Regions from separate parts of the Sus scrofa genome. Here region 2 is linked to region 1. A link is a contact called in public HiChIP or PLAC-seq data. All regions are on one chromosome and are shown on one strand. Each heading gives the region's core, a stretch centred on a gene start, on an enhancer-like site or on the middle of the called end of the contact. The rest is flanking DNA. Distances are from core to core; before and after follow the strand shown. Region 1 holds the start of REPS1 (ralBP1-associated Eps domain-containing protein 1). Region 2 holds the start of ECT2L (epithelial cell-transforming sequence 2 oncogene-like).

Region 1 (5,211 bases), core at 1,668-4,167:
TAAGTTTCATTATGCCCAAAACATACTCTAGCTTCTATCTGCTAGTCCTTGAAAAGGCTCCTTTCTACACTTTCCACCTTTGGCCATGTTTTTTCCCTTCCTGGATGTCCTCTTCATCTCTCACGCCAATGTTAAGGTCCATCTGAATTAAGTCAAGAGGCCTTTCCTGATCGTACCCTCCTTTACAGTCTCTTAGAGCATTCACAGTCTGCTTTATGCGACATGTATATTCCTGTTGTTTACAAGGTCCTTGAGAGCTTCTTACTTTTGATGCTCTTCAAAGCCTAGCCCAGTGTTAACAACTCAGAGTTAAATGTGAGTCGCCCCAAATGTTTTCCACCTAGGAGGCAAGGGAGGGCTGTGTTTTGGGACAATCCCAAGCTCCCATAAGGGAATTAATTCCATAGTCCTCTTCTGTCCCACATTTTACATCTTAGGCCAATTTCTAAGTAAAACGGCTTCAAGGCACCCAGAATGCTATAAGAATTCTGCTTCAGGAAGTTCCGACAGTTTCCAACTTGTAACTGAATCCTGAATATTTATGCTACTTAAGTTCTCTCCATACAAAGGCAATACAAATTTCTTTTTGAGTGTTAATAAAATTGAGCACAATATGAAAATAACTTGGACTGGATTAAATATATTTCAAGCAAAGATTAATTAATGCTAATTTGTATCCTAAAGTTTTCACGCACCATTAAAAATTTGAAAGTCAGTTTATTTCAGATCTACCACTCCAAAGACATAAGCTAAATAGAACATGGGAGGTTTCCTCTTAATTTTAGTTTTTAAATGGTTTGAAAGTATTTCTACAAAAAGAGCAATATCACTAATGAGCATATTCTGACTAGGCCTATTCCTATAAGCCTAGATGCAAAGCCATATGGGGAGCCTGTAGTACCCACACGACCACCACCTGTATCAGCAGGGGTCAGCAACTAAAGCCTGATTTTGTGTGCCCTTGAGCTAAGAAAGATTTTTATACTTTTAAAGGGCTGTAAAAACAAAAACAAAGAAGAATATTTGTGACAGAGACCTTATGTGGCCAGCAAAACCTAAAATAGTCAGTTTGTCTCTTTTTGGCAGAATGAATTTGCCACTGACTTCTAGCAGATGGTACAAGACACCCAACTTTTCCTCCCCAAATATTAAAAAAGCAATGTAAAACATACAAGATTATGCAAAACGACAGAATTCATTAAACTTAGTCACAGCTAATGCACAGGTAACCTGTAAAACAGAGGCCTACGTGGACATTTTTATATTTCCCAGAACTTTTGTTAGAAGGAACTTGACCCTCATTCTAAGCACACTGCTGCTTGAAGAGTGAAAGTGCCTGGCCCAAAGTCACACTGGTTGACAGGGTGAGGTCAAAGACCAGGCCTGAAAACTGATTCAGTGCTTTCTATGGTACATGGCATCGTACCCATGCACATGGCTGTACATTTTGGATATTTGTATAACTGGCTTGGTTCATTATAAAGACGAAAGTTTAAAACCTGTTCTTCATGCCATGTTCAGACACACTCTTACTAGCAGCCATGAATCATTAAACAGAACAGCATCAATGCTCACCACATATGTTAGATAGGAACTTCTAGGAAGCCTTCTCCTTTAAAAGCAGACGTGATGAAGAAAGCTTAAGACTTACTCTGCTTGTTCCTCTGATGCTACAGATTGAGGCAAATATGCACCTTTGACTTCCAGTTGCTCAATGCTTATCTTCCAACCCAATCCACAAGTTCCACCAAATGCTATGGAATGCCAATGGGAAAACCATCCAGTTTACATCAGCCACGCATCCTATAGTTAAAGTTCTTTTCATATCTGAAGCAAACTACTAGCTGAAAGTTCAAATTTTTTAATCTTCCTAAGAATTTAACTGCCTTAAAAAAAAAAAAAAAAGCTTTTTCGATTCCTGAGTCTATAAAAACGACTTTATCGTGTCTGCTCGGCTAATTCAAGAATTAAAAAACATTTTGCCTACACTGATAACTTCACCGCAATGTAGGATCCTAAGAGCTACATATACACTACCAAGACCTAGGATTCAAAGACATGGTAACAATCCAAGATCCTGCATCTGAAGTTGCTTTTCCAGTGCTGAAAAACAGATTCTAAGGGACAACCGAGAGATACACGACTTAGGCGCTTCAGAGATAATACACAGACCCTCCCCCCCCACTGTATATTTGCTTGACTTTTGTCCTCGAGGAGCGACCCCCTCCCCCTCGCGAATCCCGGCCGCCCGGGCACCTGCGGCCCCGGCCCGCAGCGGAGGAGCCGGGGGGAACCTGCCCACCATTCGCCCTTCTGGAAACAGTGCCCACTCCCACCCCGCGGAAGCAAGAGGCTGGAGGCCCGAGCCGCCGAGAGGCGACCCCTCGGCCGTCCGCCGACCCCCGGACGCGGCAGGAAGGGAGGGCGGTGGCGTTACCTGGAGGACCACGTCGTTGGGTAGCTGCGCGGCCCGGAACAGCTCCAGCACCCGCCCGTTGGCCGCCACCTTCTTGGTGCTCTCGATGTCGCAGTAGGAGAAGAGATCCGAGTAGTATTTCTGCTCCGCATCGCTGAGCGTTAAACCTTCCATCTTCGCCTCCGCTCACGGCCGCCCCGCCCCGCATGCAACACCCGGGGCCCGGCCCCGCGACCCCGGGATGACGGCTGCGCGTCGCCCGGCCTCCTCCTCCTCGCCTCCCGAAGCAGCGGAAAGCCCCGGCCTCGCGCGCGCGGGGGGCGTCGGAGCTGCAGGGCTGGGAGGTCGCGGGAAGGGGGCCCGGCTGAGCTCGGCGCGCCGCCGCCTACGAGGCCCCGCGCAGTCCCGGGCTCGGCGCGTCGCGCGGCTCCCGCTCCGCCTCAGCGGCCGCGAGGAGAACGCGGGGAAGGAGGCGGGGGCCGCGGCGGCGCGAGGCGCGAGCGGACTCCGCCCCCGCCGCGGGTTCGAGTCTCCCCGGCTCCCCGCCGCTTCCCCCCACCCCCCAGACTTCCCGCCTCGCCTTCCCCTTCCGTCCACGCCCCCGGAGCGGCAGCACTTCCCAGAAAAGTTGTGGGGCTTCTAGTCTAAAGTTTCGGGGGCTCTAGGCTGAGCGCGGCAGCCGCTCCGCCTCCCTCCGCCGCCATTTACTGCGCCCCGGCCCGGCCCCCGACGCGACCGCACCGACACTGACAGCGGCGGCCCCGCTCCAGACCCGGATGTGAGGCCGGGAGGAGAGAGCGCGAGAGGGAGAGAGCAACACCCACCGGGCTGGCTCGGCCGCTCCCGGGAGAGGGGGCCGCAGCGCCCCCTGGTGGCTGGAGCCCCGCGGCGGAGCGGCCGTCGGCGCGGCGGGCTGGAGGAGCTGGGACCCCTGCGAGCTGGTCTGCGGTCTGCGGCTGGGGGCGGGAAGGGGGGGAACAGCGCGCAGCGCATTCAGACCAGGAGAACTCAGATACAAAGCTGCAGTTTGGATTGTTTTCAAAGCTTTTGGCACTAACTGTTAATAAACATTGACTGAAAGGGGAAAACTGTTAAGGTTATTGTTATTGTTCTGTTGTACCCTTTGAGGTCAATTAATAATTGAGGATCAGTTCAATATTTCTATATGTTTTGAAGGGCTATGAGCATCTATTCCATCTGAGAACTCTCATCGTGTAGACACCACTACAGAGACCTAACTTCCACTCTTGCTCCAAGCCAAACTTGCTGAATAGAGGAGGAAGTTGGGGAAATTTTTCTCTCTGGACAAGGTGGTTCTGGCCACCAAGAATTTCTCCTGCCACCCCTAATTTCCTCCTTTCTGAAGATCATGTGACTGCACTGTTCTCTGCTGCACCCATAAGAGAGGTAATTCTCGAGATACCTTAAATAGAATATCTTAACAAGAGTTTATCCTTGGAAGTTCCCGTTTTGGCTCAGCGGTAATGAGCTCCACTAGTATCCATGAGGATGCGGATTTGATCCCTGGCCTCGCTCACTGGGTTAAGGATCCGTGTTACTCTAAGTTGTGGTATAGGTCGCAGATGTGGCTGGGATCTGGCATTGCTATGGCCGGCAGCTATAGTTCCCATACTAGCCAGGAACTTCCATATGCTGCAAAATGCAGCCCCTAAAAAGCAAAAAAAAAAAAAAAAAAAAAAAAGAGTTTATCCTTAGCAAATAGGAAATATTTCAAAAACAGCAGCTAGTACAGAATTAGATTTTTCAGTTTTGGTTTTCATTTTGTCTTCTACACATTACTCCCCAGAGAGAGGTACTGGTCTTACAAAGGGCCCAAGAAAGAAAATTATGACAGATTTACAGTCTTTTTTTTTTTTTTTTTTTTTTTTTAACGGTCACACCTGCAGCATATGGAAGTTCCCAGGCTAGGGGTCTAACGCTAGCTGCAGCTGAGGCCTACCCCACAGGTTGCAGCAAAGTGAGATGGTTAACCCACTAAGGCCAGGGAGCCACCCTGCATCCTCACAGAGACAATGTCAGGTCCTTAACCTGCCACAGCAGGAACTCCCAGATCTACAATCCTTTATCTGGAATTCCAAAATTCAGAGAACAGTGAAAACCCAAAGGTTTTTTGTAGCACTTTGGCAGCAAAACCTTCCCTGCCTCTTTTGGAGGCAAAATCTCAACTCAACTCACATGAGGCTAAGTCTTTATACATATATATATATAGTCTTTATATGTGCCACTTAGTGTCAATATTTGTTCCTTTTACTCCAGGCTTTAATGGAGTATATATACACATTATATAATATTAATATATACAGTAATAAGTATTTATTACCTTGTTTTTATTATTATTATTAAAAATAGGGATTGTGGAGCTGTATTTGAATAGTATCATTTTATATACTTACATATCATGCCATTAATCTCGTTTCTCTATCTATCTCTAAAACTTTAAATTTGCCACAACAATAACTCACATATCTCTACAAGACAGCTGCTAGAGATGATCAGAGACCCACAGCTGGCCTGTCTTCCACAAGTGTAAAAGGGAGGCCTGCATGATGTAGGAAATGACTCAGTTGTTTTCAGCATCTTTTTCTCCACCACCTTTCCTAGGCCCTGAGGCTCTTTCCTGCCCCAAGGCCTTTGCTCCTGCCACGTGAAATGCTCTTCCCACAAACCTTTGCGTAGCTTGTTCTGGCACACCTCAGGTCCCTGTTTGTAGAGCAGAAGTTCAGAGAGAACTTCCCTCAACACCTGATCTAAAGTAGCCCCCCCACCACACTCTA
Region 2 (5,211 bases), core at 1,453-3,952, 160 kb before region 1:
TGTCTGTTTTGGAGTAACCTATAACCTTCAATCTGGGAATACAAGGGTTCAGTCCTCAAGGGTAAACTATGTTTAGAAAATTGGAGGTTCTTGCAATCATGCACCTTGTACACATTAAATATTGTAATGAAAAGAGCATGGGCTTTTTTTTTTTTTTTTCCTTCTTCTTTTTAGGCCCGCACAACTGTTATATGTAAGTTCCCGGGCTAGGGATCAAATTGGAGCTGCAGCTGTAGGCCACAGCCACAGCTACACCAGATCCTTTACCCGCTGAAGGAGGCCAGGGATCAGACTGCATCCTCACAGACACTGTGTCAGCTAAGCCACAACGGGAGCTCCCAGGCATGGGCTTTGACCTTACTTAGACCTTGGTATGAACCCCCACGCTGCTCCTTAGCTTTGGGTTCATGTGTGTTTATTCACTTCTGTTGTAATTTTTGTTTTTCAGTTGGGAAAAGGTTAATAACCAACTTGTACTGGTGGTTATGAGGAGGACGTTTAAAAGTACACATATGGTGCTTGGCTGACATGAGCTAATGTTCAGCAAACAGTAGTTTATTAACATTAGCTTTTAAACGGCTTTATTGAAATGATTCATATGCCATAAAATTCACCCTTTTTAAAGCATTCAATTCAGTGATGTAGATTCAGAGTTGTGCATCCATCACCATGATTTAATTCTGGAATGTCTTCATCACCTTAGAAAGAAACTCATCAGCTGTCACTCCCTATCTCCCAAACCCCTCAGCCCTTGGCAACAATAATCTACTTCCTGTTTCTATGGATTTGCCTATTCTGGACATTTTCTACCAATGGAATCATATAATACATGGTCTTCTGTGACTGGCTTCTTAGTATAATGTTTTCAAGGTTTCAGGGTTCATCCATGTATCAGACTTTTTTTCCTGGCCAAATTACATTCCACTGTATGGATAGACCACCTTTTGTTTATCCATTTGTAGCTCAATTGCCTTCACCTTTGTAGAATAGGCCCATACTTCTTCCTCCTTATTTCCAGGCCACAGAAATAAGCACCCAATTGGAGATGAACGATGGGGACCCATTGAACACTATTTTTTAAAATCTCAATTTTTGTAATTTTTGGCATTCTGTATTCAAAGAAGTTTGATTAGTTTGTCTAATCAGTCTTTTTAATACCCCTTTTAAAAATGAAAACCACCAGAACATTAAATGCAACCTTCAAAACTTTTCTCTTAGGTTGAGCGAATAGGGAGTCCTGAAAAAAAAAAAAAAAAAAAAAAAAAAAACCTTCTAGGGTCTGACAGCAAAAGGTAAATTTGCCACTTGATACGTTTTTTTTGGATGGGTCCTGAGACAGTACAGCAAAAGCTGTTTCCCCATGGATTAGCTGCAGGGCAGCAGATTGACCTTGTTTATTCAGTTGGTTCCTTTGTCCTTTGTGTCAAGAACCCCATGTGGGTCCTAGGTAACAAGTTTTTAGTGTATCTAATTAGTATCCTTTCACACTACTTAAACATGTGTTAAAGACAACAGAAGAAAAAATGAGGTGCTTAGAATAAAACCTTATTAGAATAAAATATTATATAGATGTTGCATATTTATTACAGAAAAATTTTAATTACAGATGACTTTTAAAAAGTACTACCAGAGTTCCCATCATGGTGCACTGGGTTAGGAATCCGACTACAAGCAGGTGGGGTTCAATCCCTGGCCTGGGAACTTCCTTATGCCGCAAGTGCAGGCATTTAAAAAAAAAAAGTTCCTGTCGTGGCTCAGAGGCTAATGAACCTAACTAATATTCATGAGGCCGCGGGTTTGATCACTGGCCTCGATCAGTGGGTTAAGGATCCGGCATTGCCGTGAGCCATGGGGTAGGTCACAGACACCGCTTGGATCTGGCATTGCTGTGGTGTAGGCCTGCAGCTGCAGCTCTGATTTGACCCCTAGCCTGGGAACCTCCATATGCCCCGGGTGGGGCCTAAAAAATAATTTTTTTTTTTTTAAAAAAAGGATACTACCAGAGCAAATCATTTTAAACATCTGTTTACATACTTATAGACTTCTTAGATGTTTATTTACAAAAATTAGGTAGTACTATCCATATGGTTTCCTAACCTGCTTTTCCTGTTGTGAACATCCTTCCTTGGCAGTAACTATTCATCTTTTTAAAAGAAAAAAATTTACAAGATTCACAATAAATACTTAAAAGGTATTTTGACCAGAACCATTAGAAACTAAGAAGGACTGTTTTGGTTTTGGTACATCCTGTGTAATGTGAAAATTGGCAGTAATAAGTATTAAAATACTCTGAAGATCTGCTGAGGAAACCCCCCATCTTTCCCATCACACAGTCTTAAAACTGCTGGCTTTCTTTGAGACCAACCAAACGTTGGCTTCAGGATCCCCGTCTCTTCTTGGGGTCTGGCCCCTCAGTTCCGCGTCTTCTAGGTCTTATTGGGCTCCCAATGAGGCGCCGGATCCTTTGGGAGACTCCGTGGAGGGTGATAAAGGAGCGTAAACGCGGGCCAAGCTAGAAACTGGTGCAACCATGGAGAGGGGGGCGTGGTCCGCCGGGCTTCTGGGGCCTCCAGCCGGGAAGGTGGGGTCGCCAAGCATCCCTCCCGCACCTCAGGCCGAGGCGTGGGTACTGCCCGCCGGCTGCGTGGGGCAGGGCCGTGTTGTCCGGTGTCCATAGAGACGGCGCGCTGCGGCCCCGCCCCCTCCCCGAGCTGCAGCCTGGGTTCTGCTTTCAAGGCGCAACGCAGTCCCACGAGGAGGCTGTGCCTGGAGCCTGGTCTCTCCGCCACTTCCCAGAGGTAAAGCTCTTGACTTCTGGGCCACACAGCTGTTGCTTGGGGCCGTCGGGGCCCAACGACTGGGCGCTTTAGTTCCCCTTGCGGCCTGGGGAAGACCCTCAGCAGCGCCCTCGCCGGGCATCTCCTCGGTGACCTTGGAAAACCTGTGCCCTGAAGTGGCGCTTGGGAAAAACAAAACTATCCCTGTCTGGGGTCAGGTTCGAATTGGGCAGTGGCCAGCAAACTCTTATCTCCTGCACAGCACTCATTTGAGATAGAAACAAAGCACTGATTTTCGTAGGATTCCGAACTGGCTCCTGCTAGTGTTCACCCTCTTCCTACTGGGGAGCCTGAAAGGTGGGGAGCAGGATGGGGGTGGGGAGAAATACAAAGACTACTGCAAATGCAGGTCGTGGTTAGAATGCAAAGCTCTTAATATGCTAAGGAGTTCCCAACGTGGCGCAGCGGAAATGAATCCGACTGGGAACCATGAGGTTGCGGGTTCGATCCCTGGCCCCACTCAATGGGTTAAGGATTCGGCTCCAATTAGACCTCTAAAAAATATGCTAAGATTTGATGAATAAGATTATATATGATCAAATCTTACACTTAAAATCACAGTGTTTATAAATATCCTTTTAAAAGTACTCATACTCTGCTTGTTAATAAATCTTGCCATGTATGAGAATAGATCATCAGGAAGTCACATTTATTTGAGTGCAGCACAACCCATGCATAAGTTTTCAGGCCCATCTTGACATTTGTGCACCTCAGGAAGCTCAAAAATCATGCTCTAAAAAAAGTTATTTCCATGAAAGAAAGTAGGGCTTGGGACTTGAAAGTTTTAGAACAATAAATAATTGGTTGTTTTTCTTGATTGAATTTAAATGGTATAGTTGCTTCTTGTTATAATTTTAATTTTATAGCTGTAAATGTATCAGTGAACAAATCCAGCATTTGATTACACCCAATTTGGTCTCACAGGTATGGTATTTGCTTTCCCCTCCTGTGCTATTCATAGGGCAGATTTCCTCAAAGCATGCTATTACTTTATTTATTATTTATGTGTGCATTTAATAAAAGTTATATACCAGTTTATGTTTATTTTTATTTATTTATTTTTGTTTTTTTAGGGCTGCACCCCGTGGCATATGGAGGTTCCCAGGCTGGGGGTCAAATTGGAGCTACAGCTGCCAGCCTATGCCACAGCCACAGCAACGCTGAATCCTTAATCCACTGAGCAAAGCCAGTGATGGATCTTGAGTCCTCATGGATACTAGTTGGGATCATTACTGCTGAGCCGTGATGGGAACTCCCCAAGTTTATGTTTAAAATGTCATATTTTCATGTGCCCTGAATATATGATATTTAACTGAAGTTGTCTATATTTCTATTTTTTCCCTACTCTCACTTTTCCTGTACTCTATTTTTATGCAGTCTTTAGAACCATACAACTTCAGAGGAGGCATATTTAAGGAATTAAATTTTAGGTAAGAAAGTAAATGAATCATTGTACAACTTAGGGTGTGCACTGTAGAAGTGCTCAAATGTAGATACCTTTGTGGCCGAGAACAGTGTTTGTTTCCAGTTTCCACTCCAAGTCAGTGTCTAGGACAGTGGTGCAAACTAATGTACATTCCTCCCGCTGGGTAGCCAATCACCTGCGGAAACACAGTTAATGACAACATGGTTCGGATTTGTCCCAGGGATGATTTCTCTCTCTGTCTGGACCGGCAGTTGCCCAGCCCTCTCACCCCTTCATCTGGCATCAGCCATCACATACCAGGTGCACCGCCCCTTTTCCCCTAAGCAGGGAGGTGCCAGTGTCAGTTGCCAAGTTGCTCATTAGCATGTCAGATGTAAAGAATAGTCAGTCATGGAATAGAAATTGTTTTTCCAAATGAACCCATCGCAGTCCTTTACCCAATTCAAGTCTCACTGACACTTGAGGAACAATCCAGTATAATTTTTAAACTTGATAGCCAGTTACTATCTGTGTGACCTTGGATGGTTTTCTTTACCCTGTTCTTCTCTGCTGCAAACTCCCAGGGTGAATGTGAGACATAAAGGACCTCGTGTATGGGAAGAATGACTTACGAACACAGTGCCAGTCAGAGTAGCTACTCAAAAAACTTTAGGATGTCAAATATAGCATTTATTACAAGTCCCCCTCCACACTTCGAATTTGCTACTTAATGTGTTGGCTCCAGTGACACATGAGAAGCACCACAGGTTGAGGTCTCCTATTTTATTCCCTTTTTGCACCAAACTTGAGAAATATTTGAGCCCTTGTTTTACAGAATGTGTCACCCATGCTGGACTTTATTTTCTTTTTCTTTTTTTGGCTTTTTAGGGCCACAACTGTGGCATATGAAAATTCCCAGACCAGGGGTCACATCAGAGCTACAGCTGCCAGCCTACGCCACAGCAACAC

What was found. HiChIP or PLAC-seq counts read pairs in DNA pulled down with a chosen protein or histone mark.
Region 2: an H3K27ac HiChIP or PLAC-seq map of alveolar macrophages shows a contact between it and region 1. The contact joins the promoter of ECT2L here to the promoter of REPS1 in region 1. A contact is called at or near these places in 1 of 5 promoter capture datasets (fetal skeletal muscle), 1 of 47 Hi-C or Micro-C datasets (retroperitoneal adipose tissue) and 2 of 2 datasets of contacts at active chromatin or transcription factors (alveolar macrophages and skeletal muscle).

What each region holds. Positions count from the first base shown.
Region 1 is chr1:25,478,989-25,484,199 of Sscrofa11.1, reverse strand. It overlaps REPS1 (ralBP1-associated Eps domain-containing protein 1), which reads right to left and starts at 2,917. Exons shown (of 20, transcript XM_021087342.1): 1 at 2,438-2,917. The coding sequence starts at 2,590.
Region 2 is chr1:25,641,780-25,646,990 of Sscrofa11.1, reverse strand. ECT2L (epithelial cell-transforming sequence 2 oncogene-like) reads left to right here and starts at 2,702. Exons shown (of 20, transcript XM_021087372.1): 1 at 2,702-2,798.